Linked DNA regions of Gossypium arboreum: region 1 is linked to region 2. A link is a contact called in public Hi-C data. All regions are on one chromosome and are shown on one strand. The core of a region is the stretch at or near the end of the contact, and the rest is flanking DNA. Distances in the headings are between cores, read along the strand shown.

What was found. Hi-C and Micro-C count contacts between places; a contact is called where the count stands out from the background.
Region 1: a contact with region 2 is called in a Hi-C map of leaf, with 3 times the contacts expected there. The contact joins the promoter of LOC108470685 here to the promoter of LOC108473463 in region 2. A contact is called at or near these places in 2 of 5 Hi-C or Micro-C datasets (both in leaf).

Annotation. Positions count from the first base shown.
Region 1 is chr11:91,722,612-91,730,218 of ASM2569848v2, forward strand. It overlaps LOC108470685, which reads left to right and starts at 1,812. Exons shown (of 8, transcript XM_053021321.1): 1 at 1,812-1,869; 2 at 2,608-2,628; 3 at 2,873-2,923; 4 at 3,820-4,250; 5 at 4,463-4,864; 6 at 5,359-5,527; 7 at 6,176-6,346; 8 at 6,702-7,021. The coding sequence starts at 1,812. The coding sequence ends at 5,433. LOC108474173 (a long non-coding RNA gene) reads right to left here and starts at 1,709. Exons shown (of 3, transcript XR_001869863.2): 1 at 1,559-1,709; 2 at 1,052-1,315; 3 at 1-497.
Region 2 is chr11:91,385,511-91,393,394 of ASM2569848v2, forward strand. It overlaps LOC108473463 (RNA polymerase sigma factor sigA-like), which reads right to left and starts at 3,731. Exons shown (of 10, transcript XM_017775029.2): 1 at 3,370-3,731; 2 at 1,780-2,611; 3 at 1,487-1,685; 4 at 1,291-1,383; 5 at 940-1,068; 6 at 721-774; 7 at 557-634; 8 at 394-456; 9 at 102-214. The coding sequence starts at 2,468.

The DNA of each region.
Region 1 (7,607 bases), core at 562-3,061, 340 kb after region 2:
CATCGTTGGGACTATAAGGGAATTCCATCATGCTCATATGCTCGTGCTAAGGGAACAGTTTTCCAATCTCACCACCTATTGTAACAAATTTTATAGGTGCAGCAGCTACACCATGCTCAACGATAGTGCTAAAAACTCCTTCATTTAAAGTCCCCTTCGTAGTTGGGGGATAAGAAAAAGGATCGACAAGGGGTGAGTTAGCAGGAACAACAGGTAAGCTTACATGAGCAGCAGAAAGTGAGCTCGCAACAGGGGAAATGGGAGTGACAACAACAATAACAAAAGGTCCAGAGCGGTTTGTCCTCTTTTTTCGGCACTGTTCTAATATTTCACTATCTTCTCCTCCTCGCTACTTAGCACAACATTAACATCCCCAATGTTAGTTCTGCGCTTCTTGCGTGTATCCAACATAGAAGCTCGCACGTCCACATATTCGTCGATTTCCCGTGACAAGCTAGTAGACTCCTCCAAACTATCTTCAGTATTGCGAGTTGTGCCTGCACCACCAACAATTCTAAGATCAATAGTAATAGTAAGCAAGTTAGGGTTCACACCACTTCCACATATGGTGAAAGTAGTGAGAACCAAGGGCGATGCCTCATTTTACAGAAGCTATAAAAGTAGTTCTTTGGTTCTTTGTATCCTAACAATATTAGTCCTAGGTCATCTTTGGCTCCATGTGGCCACGTGAACCTCTCAAGTTGCACCCTAACAGCATCAACTACTTCATTATTATCACCCTATTTCCATCCGTTGGGGCTAAATTTTTCCGGATAGTATTGGAATACATTCCCCATGGTCAGGACATCCTTCATATTTCGAACACGCCCCTTACGAAGCCTCTCTAATTATGCCCAACCCCCTTCTATCATAATGTTTCATTAAGTTAAGCACACATCCTTACTCAGCGGGGACCACTCAGTGTGAAAACCGAAGCCATCGACAAGCTTACATTTCACCTGATTATACTTGCTCCGATTCAAACGGAGATTGGAGCACTTATTGAAAATGATAAATTCCACGTCTTTACAAAGGGTGAAATAATATAGACCTGATGACTTCCTTCGATTGTGGGCCTTCAATTGGTATAGACGTTGAAAAACAGCGAGCAGTGGCATCTCATCGCATCGACAACAATCGATAAAGTAGGCCATCACAATCCATCAGGAGAACTCAGATAACTCGTCAAGGGCTATCCCATAATCCTTGAGTAGGTGGCAGAAGAAACAGTATAGATGCAAGTGGAATCAAGCCTCTATTACATGGAGGGGGAGCAGAATACTGTCATCGTTGGTATCGCTCTGTCGATGCGAACCTACAGGAATAAAAAAATCGCATGTGAAATTGGGAATTTTAATTTCTCGTGTAGCTAGGGCACGAAACATTTCCTCACTTTTTGTAGTGCAGGCATAGAAATTAGCCTCAGCAGGAACCTTCGTTGTACGCTGTCACGGTGGATAACTTAGAGTTACCCGACCACTACTACCTCCCCTAGTTTAGGCATGGTCGAAACAGAGGAAAAGAATACCCAAAGAAGAAAAAGTTTACATGGGTTTACCTTTGAAAAAAATGCCTCTCGTCGATCGCAGTTGTTGAGAATTTGTAATCTGTGATTTTTAGGGCTTCTAAAACCCCCCCTTTTAAAGAGTTTCTTGCCTTTGTGCTTTAACGATTCAAATAACCGAAAAGTATGGAATGGTCAGATGCAAGCAGATGTAATCCACTCGTACACGTGGCAAACTAAACGCTATACATTAGTGATCAAAGTGTGTTTAATAAGCCATATAAATTCAAAACATTGGCTATAAGAAATGCCACTTTATAACCCTTGGAGCCAACAGGAGGGATTATATTGTTATGATATTTCTCGTTATCAACTCAGAACTCGAATATAACTTAAACTATCGACTCACGACCTGAAAGAAGGACTAGCAAGCCCAGCTTGCGAGCCCTACATTAGGGGCTCACGAGCCTAACTAGCATGTCGCTAGTTGTTCACAAGTAGAGGTTATGAAGTCAAGCGAGTAGACTAGTGAACACGTGTTAAGTCTAAAATAATATACGTGCCGACATGCATAGAGAGTATCTAGAATGTCACATTCAATGAGTAGTAATCATATTTTATAAATATCCAATTCTCCTAACCTTGAAGGCAACCAAATTATCAAAAAACTTGTGACATTTTTTTTTCTTGCATTTCAATTATTTTTGCGGAAATAAATACATAATCGTTACTCTTATGATTTCGAATCCACAATATAACATTATAATAACCCAATCTTTGCACTCATTATTTCAAGTTCACATTTAACTTACGATTTCAATTTATTAATTTATTTGTCCTAATACATCTGTATATTTCTTTTACCTTAACAGTGAGGGTAATTAATGAAAATGTAAATTGCTTCTTTTTTTTTGAAATTTCGTTGAGAATTTAGGGATTTTTTATGCTCTAAGAAGTATTTAAATACTTTTTAGGGTTAATCACTTAACAGAATCCTTTATTTTGTTCTTTTGTAATCGACTATTAATAATATGATTTTTTTGGGTTTTTTTACAGTGGCTGGATTTGGCAAAAAAAGGGACCTAACTCATCTGAGAAGTAAGAGATCTACGTAGGTGAAGAAGGCAAGAAGCCTTGTTGAAAGCTTTGATGGATTTTAAGTCTTTGATTTCTTTTGATAATGTTTTTATTATACATTACTGGTTTCAAGGATTGGATTGAACTACCATTTTGTTTGCTAGATATTATGTGATATGTTATCGATTATCTTTAACGTTCTCTCTGTTAAGCAAAATGAATGAATCATCCGAGTCTCTGAAATCGAGTCTTAGAGCTTCATATATTAATTTTGTGATATAATAATGGCAGCTATTGCTTCAATTCGACAAATTAGCGGGCAATTACATTCTTTGTCAAAAGGTTTGCTCCATTTTCTCCTTTTTTAAAATTTTCTTTTTCAAGGTTTAATTTAGTTTACTGCATGCTCAAAAATGTATCAATTGAAGGAAAAGGAATATTTTGATTCTTAACCAATTTTCTTTTGACCTTGAATCTTGCTTATGTTGATCACTTTTCTTTTTCAGTTTTTTGTTTTTGATGATTTTGTGATTTTTTTATAGTTAGTGTTAGAGAACTTGAATGCTAAGCTTTACATGAAGTTTTCTTTCATTTGCTGCAATTAAGAGACAGAAGAAAAGAATTTTGAAATTCTAAGTAATTTTACATTCTTTAGTAACATTCAAGAGATATAAATTCTAGGTTTGAAAGATTGACTATAGAGACACCTTGTGAGCCAGTACGCTTGCGAATCCAACAATTCGTGAGCACAAGACCTTGTGAACCCGAACTGATGAGCCACATGTCTGACACGGATAAGATATCTGTCATTCAGATGGTACACATATCCATTCCTCAGACATGACAGCCCATACCTATGGCAATAAGTCATTAATAGATTGGCTAAATTCCAAGGAGTTTGGAACCAATATATGAGTGAAACATGACATCTTGAGAACTATCAGAAACAACCCCTTGAAAGTTTATTGGCATCAAAAATAGGGGCTAAAAGCCTAAGACATTCTTCCCTCTAGCACTCTCAACTCTCTCCTCTCTTCTCCAATTTTTTCTTGACATCCACATTCCGATTATCTCAACTCTCTCACAGCTTTCCCCCAGTGGGTGAACCGTCACAAATTGCCGCAACCTCCTCCTTGTATCAACAATATATATAATCAGAATTTTTTTTCCTTAGATAGAAATTGTAAACTCTAATATGTCAAAGTTGGTGACAAATATTATTTTGCTTGTTATTGCAGGGAATCTTTACTCAGGTTGTGTTGTTTTTGTCCAAAATGAGTCCTTTTTTCCTAGATCATGCCTTGATTGTATCACATTTACAAGCCAGAGAAGCTACAGTGCTGTGAGGCCTTCATTACATGCACTATGTGTAACCTCTCCTCCTGCTTTTTCATTGCTGGCGAAGCAGAATGTATTTCAGCTTCACAACATACTTGGTAAATGGTTGCATGCAAGATATTTGAGTAATGCATCAATTGAGCTAAAGACAGATGAGGATGTTATCAGGTTTTCTTTTAATAAGCTGGTCGGTAGATTAGCCTCCATAAACAGAAAGAGGAAAATGTCTAGAAAGGCAAAAGTGAATGAGCTTCGTTTCTATCGTCTAAAGGCCAAAAAGAAGATGGATTCACCAAATCCAGAAGTTAGGATTAGATATAAACTCGAGAAGGTTAGATAGCTTCTCATTTTTACTATAGTTCATATTTTGGTTAAGAGTTGTTATCCTTTTCTTGGATGTGAGGTTTCTTAGTAGTCACTAATAAAGTCTAACATGTTGGGTTTTTTCCCCCCTCGTTCTCTCTTTACTAGTTCATCTTCACTTAGTTTTATGAATTTATTCCAAAAAGATTTCTTTGATTGTTATTTCTGTAAGTACTCCAGGCCAAAAGAAAGGAAGCATGGTTGATCGAAAAGTTGAGAAAATATGAGGTTCCCAAGGCCCCAGCTGAAGAATATGATCCTGAAATTTTAACTGAGGAAGAGATACATTACCTAAAGCGTACTGGTGAGAAGAAAAAAAACTATGTTCAAGTTGGAAGACGAGGAGTATTTGGAGGTGTTGTTCTCAATATGCATCTGCATTGGAAGAAACATGAAACTGTGAAGGTCATTTGCAAGCCTTGCAAGCCAGGGAAGGTTTATGAATATGCTGATGAACTTGCTCGACTTAGCAGAGTTATTATGATTGACATCAAACCTAACAATACTATAATTTTTTACCGTGGAAAGAATTATGTGCAACCAAATATTATGTCTCCAGCAGATACCCTGTCCAAAAACAAAGTAATATTTCTTGGCTTTCTTTGGTCATCTGTTTATTGCTTATATATTTGATGTTTCCTAAATTCTCCTCCTTGAGTATTATTTGGCGGTAATTTGTGATTTCTCATTTCCATTCAGTCATGCTAGCATCAATGCATGGAACTACTAATGCATCAGGGTTATTTATTTATTTATTTTATGTTTTGTGTGTGTACAAAGTAAAAAGGTAGTTCGGCTCTGTTTGTGTTTGTAGATATTTATGCTTCAAAGTTATGACTGGAATTTTAGGCTGGTTTAGCATCTTAAGACCTGTTGTAGTTGGGTGTTTATTTGTACCATAGTGGTAAACACAATTCAGTGTTACTCCCATTGTCATATTGAAATGCATCTAAATAAATATTCTCTCTTTAGAGAAGTTGTTTTCTGTTTGACAAGGATACTGTAGTTTACTTGTGGCTGACTCATTAGGTAAACAGTTCATCAGTTTTTTATTCTGATGCGTGATATCAATATAGATTACCTTTTTCTACTCAAATATTGCTGGCTCTGGAAAAATACAAGTACGAACAATCTCTCGATCATACAAGTGAATTCATTGAGAAGTTGGAGAAAGAGCTGGAAGAGTACCTTGAGCATAAAGCTCGGTACCATAAAGCAAAAGAGAGTGAACCACAGGATTTCCCAGTAAGTATATTACAACATCAATTGCAAAATAATTGCCACATTTCGGTTTCTAGAAAGCGTCCTTATGAGTAGATTTTCGACTTTTGCTTTCTAATCATTTCATGTTGTTGCAGTTATGCATTAAAAACCCCTTTTCCAAAGTTACACGATCTCAGTGTATGTGCATCAGCATCTGTTTCACTTGTGTCTCATGGGACAAGTAATAATTTTTCTGTTTATCGGTGAAACTGGGTAATAAGCAGGCATAAGGATGATAGAAGATTGCAAATAATGACCGTAAGAAAAATCATTTGGGTTTTGTTACAAAGAAAAAGAAAATTGCAAATGCATACACCTCCGATTGTTGCCACCAAAGCCTTATTGTTTTCTCATTGCTTTGACCACAAAAGGAAATTGATTGAGCTTATGGTTTCTATACTTCTAAAATAACTCCTGATTATATAGTTTGGTGATTAAGTCGGGTCATATTGTCTCTTTAGGCCTATTGGATCTCCTGGCTTAGTATTTGTTATGATATTTTCTTTCTCCCCTTTATTTTTGGATTATATCTACTTGTTATTGTTTCGAATGTGATTTCGTGAATCTGTTGGTTCAGTTCAATGCTTTCTTTTATCCCTCTTTGATCAAGGCTTGTCTATTTCAATGCAGGACGATAATGGATGCATCTCAACTTTGAGTTAAATAATCATCTTCTTGACTGGATGATACAGACCGCAAGCAAAACATTGATAAGTGTTTTATTCGGTTGATGACATCAAGTTATTTCTCATGCCGCAAGCATTCAGTCAACTTTTGACCTTATGAAGTTCCAATTTGAGAGTAATTTTATTATATAACATCAACTCTCAAATTTTTTTTTAATAAAAATGTCCAACTATACGACCTTAAATCTTACAAAATAAAAATAAAAAACTATTTATTGACATAAAATTTCGTCACTGGTTTTAAACATAAAACTACCAACAAATGGGATACAACGACGAAATGTACTGAACTAAGATTTTTCTGGGTTTGCAAAACTAAGTTTCGGTATGGGTATGTTTTCTGGGATTTGATTCCATTTTCCCAATGGGTGAATTTGACTTTGGTATGCCTTTTTGATTGGGATTCCATGTTTATTATCTGTGTAGTCTCTGCTTTGATTTTGTATTGGGATTTTGTTTGCTCCGTCCAGTACTCCTTCGATAGAAGACGCCAGCGACAAACATGAAGCTGCCGCTAAGACAGTCGACTTCTCGAACAAAGAACAAGCACTATCAACAGCAGAAGGTGAAGTATAGGAATTGAAATCAGCTATTGAAAGTAAACGTCCTCTCAGAGCAAGAAAAGGAAATTGAGAAGAAGAAAGGAAAAATGGAAAAGAAAAAGGAAAAAAAAATTGAAATAGTATAAAAACATATTTTTTATTTATTTTAATATATTATTTAGATTATGACATCATTATAGCACCATTTATGCCACGTGTTATAATTTTATTTTGTCACGTGTTTTGAACTTAGCGACGTTAGACTTGATTATCGATTTAGTTAACAGAAAAAAAGTTCGTTATCAGTCTAAGATAAAAAAAATTTTATAAAGTACCAATTTTAAAGAAGCGAATAAATTCGAGTATTAATTTTATATTTAACTTTTTTTACTACATTTATTTATTATAATTTCATCTTGTAACGAGGTTATGTATTAGTTGAATTCACTAACACTTTCCAATAAAAGAAAAGATTCACATTAGTATATTAATAAACTCTTTTTAATGATTTGGATTAAATCATAACACTAATCAATTTTACAAATTAAAATTAATAGACTAAATTTTCAAGATTTTTTAGTATTATGACATGTAACTTTTAATATTTATTTATTTTATCATCTTGGCCCTTTAGATGAAAAAGTTGAATATATCATTGATATTATGATAATAATGACGTGATAATGTGTATAATAGTTTACGTCTACTTCATAAATTTAAGAATATAATAATAATTTTAAAAACATTAACAATTGTTTATAAATTTTAAATTTTTTGAACTTTTAAAATTTGTTGCTCTTTTTTTCAAAAATTTTATGATAACATGTTAAATTT
Region 2 (7,884 bases), core at 2,481-4,980:
ACAACTAAAGCTTTGCACTCAATATCATGTATTATCTTTTACTCTAGCCGGTTGTTGATGGTAAATAAAATAAAAAATAAAAAAACTATGCATATGCTCACCGTTTACTGATGTCCTCCCATGTAAGACTTTCCTTATCCAAACCATGATAAAGCCGTATAATCTCCCTTTCTCGTTCTCCGAGAGTTATATCGATTAGTCTGTTCACTTCATCCTGTAAATGTAATGCAACATCGAAATCCAGATGCACGACAAAGAAACAGTTAAAAAGTAAAGCTTAGCAGTAGCAGATTTTACATATTATTATATCATAAAATCAGTCTCCGATTTCCCTCTTTATCTAAAATAGCAAGCACTATGAGCCTCACTTCTGGCTGTATCTAAAATATATACCTTGAGTGCCCACTCATCTACTCCATGCCATGGATTGTTTTCTACATGGTTATCTGCAATGTACTGAAAAGATGAAAGGAAAATTGTTAGTAGTCGATAACAGGAAAGAGGAAAAGGGGGATTGAAATTCTATAGAGTTGGTTCATATAAAACATGAACTTACACTATGGTGAGTCTCTCCAGGAAGACCATTCAAAGACGGGAAAGCATCCCTGTCAAGGGAGAAGACCTTACTGACTGCCTGCATTTAGTGAAAAGATAGCATGAGCATGGAAAGTGCAATTGCAATCTATAGTTCCTAGAAAGTAAGTTCCGAAAAAATCGTACCTCTGTGGCATTCCTAACTTTCTTCTGAGACATGTTCAGACTCTCAGCAATCCTCTGAAAGTATAAAAGAATCAATTACTTAAATGATGGCTCGTTGAGAGAATAAGATACTTGGCTACTTGCATAAAGTAAAGACTGGACATAGAAATTAAACATTTATTTATTTTGAAATAAAATGATGCAGTTCAAATCAAGCTAAATGTAATGGGAGCCACTTACATCAATAGTCGGTGTTATTCCTTTCTCCTCCAGCCTATATTTTGCATTTCGGATTAATCCCAATCTTTCATGCAAATATGTAGGCAATCTTAATGTTCTTGAGTTCTCAACCAGTGCTCTAGAAACACCCTGAGATGAAGTATGAACTATGTTAGATTTTGTACAATCATAAGAAGATAAATACAAAGCTACAGAAGCATTAGGTTGTACAATCATAATCGCACATCTCAATTGACAATCTCAGGCACCATGCTCTTGCATCAACGATAATATTAATTTAGAAACTTTTATTTGGTTCAGAGCGAGTAATAACGTGCACAATGTTTCTCAACAAAATTAGATGACTATTACCTGACGTATCCACCAGTACACATAAGTTGAAATTTTATATCCCTTTGAAGAATCAAATTTTTCGATACCACGCAATAGTCCAATCAAACCGCCCTACACATAAAACAACCAAGTTCATAAAAGTTCATAGTTTGATATAGCTAGTGTCAGCAGATTGATTTATCATGCGTCAAAGGCAATTGATGTAGTAGATTACCTGAATAAGATCAGACATTTCAGCACCCATGTTATCATATCTTTGAGCTATTGACATAACCAAGCGAACGTTGCTCATTGCCAATTTTTCTCTTGCCAAAGAACATTCGATTGACCTTGACCGTAACTCAGCACGAGAAACTTTCAAGGAAGTTGCAAGCTGTTCATCAGATGGCTCACATCCCAGTCTCTCCTTCAATCTAGATTTCCAGGAAAACAGTAAGAAACAAGTTTCAAGAATTTAGTGGTTTTGAATTGGAATGATTCATCTAATACAACATCATATATCATGACCTTAATATGTGCTCCTCCAAGGAAAGTCCAGCTTTGATTTTCTTTGACAAGCGCACAACTTCCGCATGGCTAAGCAAATCTTCACTCACTACACCCTTCACATAACCCTTCAAGCGATTTTGGAGCAGCTCTGGCCCGATCAATGATCTTAGCTGCTTAGCGTTAGGTTGTATCATTGATTTATTTTGGCTCAGAATCTTCCTCTTAGTATTGAATCTTCGTTGCCGAGCAGACACCCCAGAACATGTAACAGGTACCTTGCTGTGAGTTTTTCGACTTGGTGATTCAATGAACATCGTCCTCTCAAAAGAAAGTGTCCATTGCTTTTCAAGCATAGACTTTTGAAGCAAAAGAAGAGCCTCTACAGAGCAGTCAAGATCATAGCTTTCTTGTTCTAAGTCATTGGCTCCATGGATCCAAGGCTCTACTGTTGAAATACTGGATGCAGTATCCACATGCCCTTTAAAAGCTTTAATTAACTGCGTGTGCCGATTGGATGATGGAAGATTTTGGCTACAATTAGATGATCTCTTTGCAACTATTAAAGTCTTTGTGGAAGGAGTTTGATAATATGAAGATCCATAATCACCAGCATACGACAGCTTATCTACGGTTTCCGAATAAGAAAAGGAAGAGCTCAAGAGTCTCTTTCCGGTGCTAAGTCCAATCACAGCAGCAGTGGCCATCATACAGATTCTTCTCACTTTGATACAATTACCATCACACAATTTAGCACGCTTGTCAAAATTAAAACAATTCAACCATTATATCCTGAGGCGACTAAGCTAAACAAAATTATTCTCCTCTTGTACTCTAAATCTCCTGTATATCACTGCTACAAAGAGGGTAAAAGAAGCTAGGATTATTTATTTCATATACATAAACTATATGGAAATGAGAAACTAAACTAAAATAGATGGATAAATAAATGAAACAAGTAAAGGAATGAAAAAGGTTGGTTTTTCCCAATCAGTAACACAAGGTATTATCTAATTCAAGTAAATCCAAGAAAGATGTAGCTCAGGATGGTTTGACCAAAATCTTTTTGAAAAAAAACCCTAATTGTATGAGAATCCTACAACCATGTGAACACAACAAATGGTTTGATATTTGAAGTATTTTAAAGCATTAAATGACTGATACTTCAAGATCTGAAACTATTTATAAATAACAAAGAATCTGGAAATTTGAAACACAAAAACTAATTCATTCTTCTATGCTTAATCTTCCTCTAAAACTTATATTTTTAAGCTTATAAACGACCTAATCTTAAGAAATATCCACTAACTTGGATGTCCCCACAACAAAGAAAATTAATTTTTAAGCAGAACCCAAGTTTTATTATTATTATTAAATTGAATTATGATCACAAAGTTCAGTCATTTATGCAAACACATAGCAAACTTATAGCTGTAAATGGAACAACTTTCTATCTCTTTCATCTAAATTATGTATTTTTCACTTGTTTATGAACAAAAACAACAACCCATATCCATGTAAGAGAAGGGGAGAAAATGAACATGAACATCTTATCAAAACAAACTTGATCGAAAGATCAAGGTCTGTAAAAGGCAATGACCAAAAGCTTACCTTAAAAAACTACCAGCTACAACAAGAAGGAAATGAAAGAAACAAGAAGAAGAAAGAAAGACGTGTGTTCCAAAGTGTAAAGTAGAACAGTTAGCAAAGGAAGAGGAAAGAGCTTGGAACCGGTATTCCGGAGTTTGTTTTAGAAACTAGAAGCTTTTTTAGATTTAATAATTTGTAAATATAAATATATATATATAGTGATTATGTTGGGATTTAATTTATGATAAAATTGAAGAAGAAAGGGTGCCAAATGGACATAAAGGATATAGAGAAGATAGATTCCATTGGCTACACTAGATATTGGGTCCATGTTTGAGTGGTGCATAGCTTTCCATTTCGCTTCTCTGTTTTTATTTTTTGGGGATTTTTTTTCTCGGTTTAATCTGTTTCATATATTTGAGGACGGGTTGGGTTTGGGCACCACTAACAAACTAACTAATAACAATGAGCAAATATCGATGAATGATGGGCCCACTTTCCACGTCATCCCCCAACAAACAGTGTGCCTCACTCACGTTACTTCCTTTTTCTTTTCTTTTATATTTTTATCTCAACTAATATTTAAAACTTTTATTTAGTATTATCGGTTGAAAATTAATCAAATCGATTAAAAAATTAAAAAAAACTGTCTATATATAAAACAAATCATATTATTACAAGAGTATTTTTTCTTTTTTTTCCAATAAAAATAATAAAAAAATATTTATGAAGAAATTATATGTAGCTAACATCTTCAAAACCTTAGCTTTACCCTTTAACAAAAAACTTTATTTTAATTTTTATATACTTTAATTTTATTGTAAAAATATTTTCACATGCATATATGTTATTATTAGATTCAAATTGTTTTATTATTTATTAAATATTATTTTAACTGCACATTTATGTTTTAAACATGTGGTTGATAAACGCATACATGAATTCTAAATATAAGGTTGATAGGATTACTAGTACTATATTTAAGGGGTTTAGTAAGTTGTGTCATTCTTCAATCGGGTCCCAACTTAGTTGAGTAAATAACTAAAACCTTTATATTTATATAAAATAATAAATTTATTGTAGGAAATTTTATCATTTCAAATCATATGAAACTAAAATAATGCACTTGATGAGATTTGAACTAAAAACACAATAATTTTCAATGTCTTTACCAATTTAAGTAAAACTTTATTTAATCTTTAAATTAATTTTTTTTGTAAATATATTTGTTATACATATTTTACACCTAGATTGTGGATATAATTTTGTTTGAATGTGGTACAAGCCTTTTTGTTGCTGTTGTTGCCTACTTAAAAGCCTTACATAACCTACCTATTAGTCTCATGGGCTTCAAGTCCTACCAACCCAAATTTTTTTAAAAAAAGAATCATATCTATAACTATATATGAAAAAAAAATCTTAAATGACATATTAAGAGAACTCTAGGATCTTTGTTTATGTTGTAAACTCAATTCATAGGTTTTTGTTGCCATTAATCTATGGGCATCATTCGTTACCACAACATGCAAATGTTTGGAAGTCAATTTTTTGATGTGATTTCCTTATTCCTCAATCAGATGCATGGTCATTATTGAGAACTTTTAATCAGGACTTGTGCTTCATAGCCAAAATCACTTTTCAAAATCAGATACTCTTGAAACGACTATACTTAAAACTCACTTATGTGAATGTTAATTAATGGAGATCCTTGAAAATGTCCACACTTCATGTGGATAAATAATTATGATGGAAATGATACAGTTTGAGAATAAATTGACCATGAACTCGTTAATCATGAAGCTCTAGAATAGCTTGAAAACTTCACTTTTTTAAATCTACCTACCATGCTTTCAGATCATAGCCCTGTGATCTTCTTTTCTGAATTTAAAACACCAATTGGCCAATGCCTATACAAATTTGAAATAATGCGAGATACCCACAAGCAATATAGTTACATTATTCAACAAACTTGCAATTCTCACACAACCGGCTCCCTGACATCTGCCGTAATGCAAAAATTAAAGATCATTTAGTCATCTCTACTTTTGGAACAAAATGATCTTTGTAAACCATAGTACACAATGAGAAAAACTCAAAAAAAATTATGATAATACCAAGATAACCCAACATTTTGCTTCAATGTTAAAGAGAAAAACAACTTCGAGCTAAACTCCTTAACCTCGAGTAGTAAGAACATATTCATTAGGCGTAGAAAGAAATGACTAATTGGATACTAAATGGAGATCAAAATACAAATTTCTTCTATGCAATAGCTGCCAAGCGTTGATCTACTAACCGTATCCTGGGGCTCTTTAATGAGCAAGAATAATGGATAGATAACCATAAAGCAATACATGGCATGATAGTTAGGTATGTTTTCAGTATCTCTTACCATCATTGTTTTTTTTTTTATCTAATGAACTCCATACCTTTCAACTGCACTCCAAGCACAAATTGAAGCCCCTTTTATGGAATATGAAAACATGACTGTTGCATTCCACGTTCACCCATCCAAAGCACTTAGAATAGATGGGAAACTTGGCTTTTTCTACCAAAAATACTAAATATTGTGGGTCGCCTTACAATTCAAGCATGCCTCATATTCCTTAATTTAGGAATTCAACAAAAACATTAATAGCTCTCATTCCAAAACGTTAACAACAACGAAGCCTCAACGTATATCAAATTATCAATCTTTGTAAAGCCATATACATGATATGCTCAAAAGTATTAGTTAACCGTTTCAAACCAATCATGATTGAGGTTATTTCTTCGCACCAAAATGCTTTTATCTAGGATCAGAATATCATGGATAACATTTCTTCTTAGTAGTGAACTAATTCATACCATTTGGAGCAGATAACAAGGCAAGGGCATATTAGCTGCATTCAAAATAGACATGTGTGAAGCTTATGATCGAGTTAGTTGGACTTCTTGCCAAACATTCTGGCATACATAGGGTTCAATGCTCATCAGTTGCAACTAATACTTCACTACGAGTATGATATCTTATCAAGTACTTTTAAATAAGCATAAAGGACTACATTAGGGTGACCCATTATCCATATACCCTTTTCTATTATATCAAAAATGTTCTATCCTTGATGGTTATTTAGGCTGATCACTATTCAAAAGTTTCAGGCCTTCTGAACAAAGACTGTCCACCATTTAACCATCTTATGTTTGCTGATGACTCCTACTTCTTCTTTAATGCCACTATTTGGTTAGCTAGAGCATTGAAAGACATTCTAAAGATGTAGTGTAAATTCTTAAAGTCACTAATCAACTATGCCGAATCATAGATCCTTTTCAAAAAAAATCTAAGAAACCTAATCACAAGAATTGGATTATCGATATCCTCTAAGTTCGTTGCATTGATTGGACTGGAAAATATCTTAGGTGTCAGCGTGATCATATTAATTAGCTAAAACTATTTTTGTTTTGTGATGACCATTCATACAATGTGCACACTTGGCGAACTCTTTGAGAGTGGCGAACTCACGGCACAAGACAGACACATATGGAGGACTGAACCTGGCGAACTCTTCCATATTGGCGAATCATCCAATATTGGTAAACTCTACAATATTGGCGGACTCACAAGAAGTGGCAAGCTCATTACTTTGGCGAACTAAGAATATGAACTAGATTTGAAGAGCTTGCATATAAGTTATGATTATGTTTTCTTTTTTTAAAAGATTTAAAATTTATTAGCATAATATATTTGTTATTTCTTAGCATACAATCTTTGTTATTTCCTTATGTAGTTAGGAGCTTTTCTTGTTATAAATAATCCTGTTTCATTGTTTAATAAAGGTAAGAGTGCAATATATAAAAATTTTAGTAGACAACTTTGTTGCTAAAATTTTGTTTCTTCTCTGCAATTCTTTCTTTCTAGTACCGTAATTCCAACAATTGGTAACAGAGCTACCTTCTTAAAGGCCATTGTTGTCCTTTTTGTGTTATACAAGGCCTCATCGAGCTTTTCTCCATATTCACTAGTTGTTTACAATGGTGAAAACTATCATATTTGGGTTATAAATATGAAGACCTACCTACAAGCTTATGACTTGTGAGAGGTTGTGAATACAAACATCGAGCTCGCACCATTGAGGAACAATACTACATGTAATAACCCATTTTTCAGTAAAATCAGAATAGTGGTTTCAGGACCACAAATCCGACCCAAAAATAAGGTTTATTTTTATTTCATTATATGGCCCATAATATGGTAGATATGTCGTGTGAAAAATTTTTATACGAAAATTTTATTGATTAAGTGCTTAATTACGAGGACTAAATCGTATAAAATGCGAAAGTTGAATTCTTGTAGCTATAAGGATCAAATAGCTAAGGAATTCAAAACTTAAGGTCCCTATATGGTAATTAGACCATTAAGAAAGTATGTAGATTTTTCTTGACGACTCATCCATGGAATTATGGAAAAAGGGCAAGGACTAAATTGGAAATACCAAAATACTTAATTAATTAAAAGATGAAAAGAAATAGATCATCTTATTTTCATCATCTTCAACC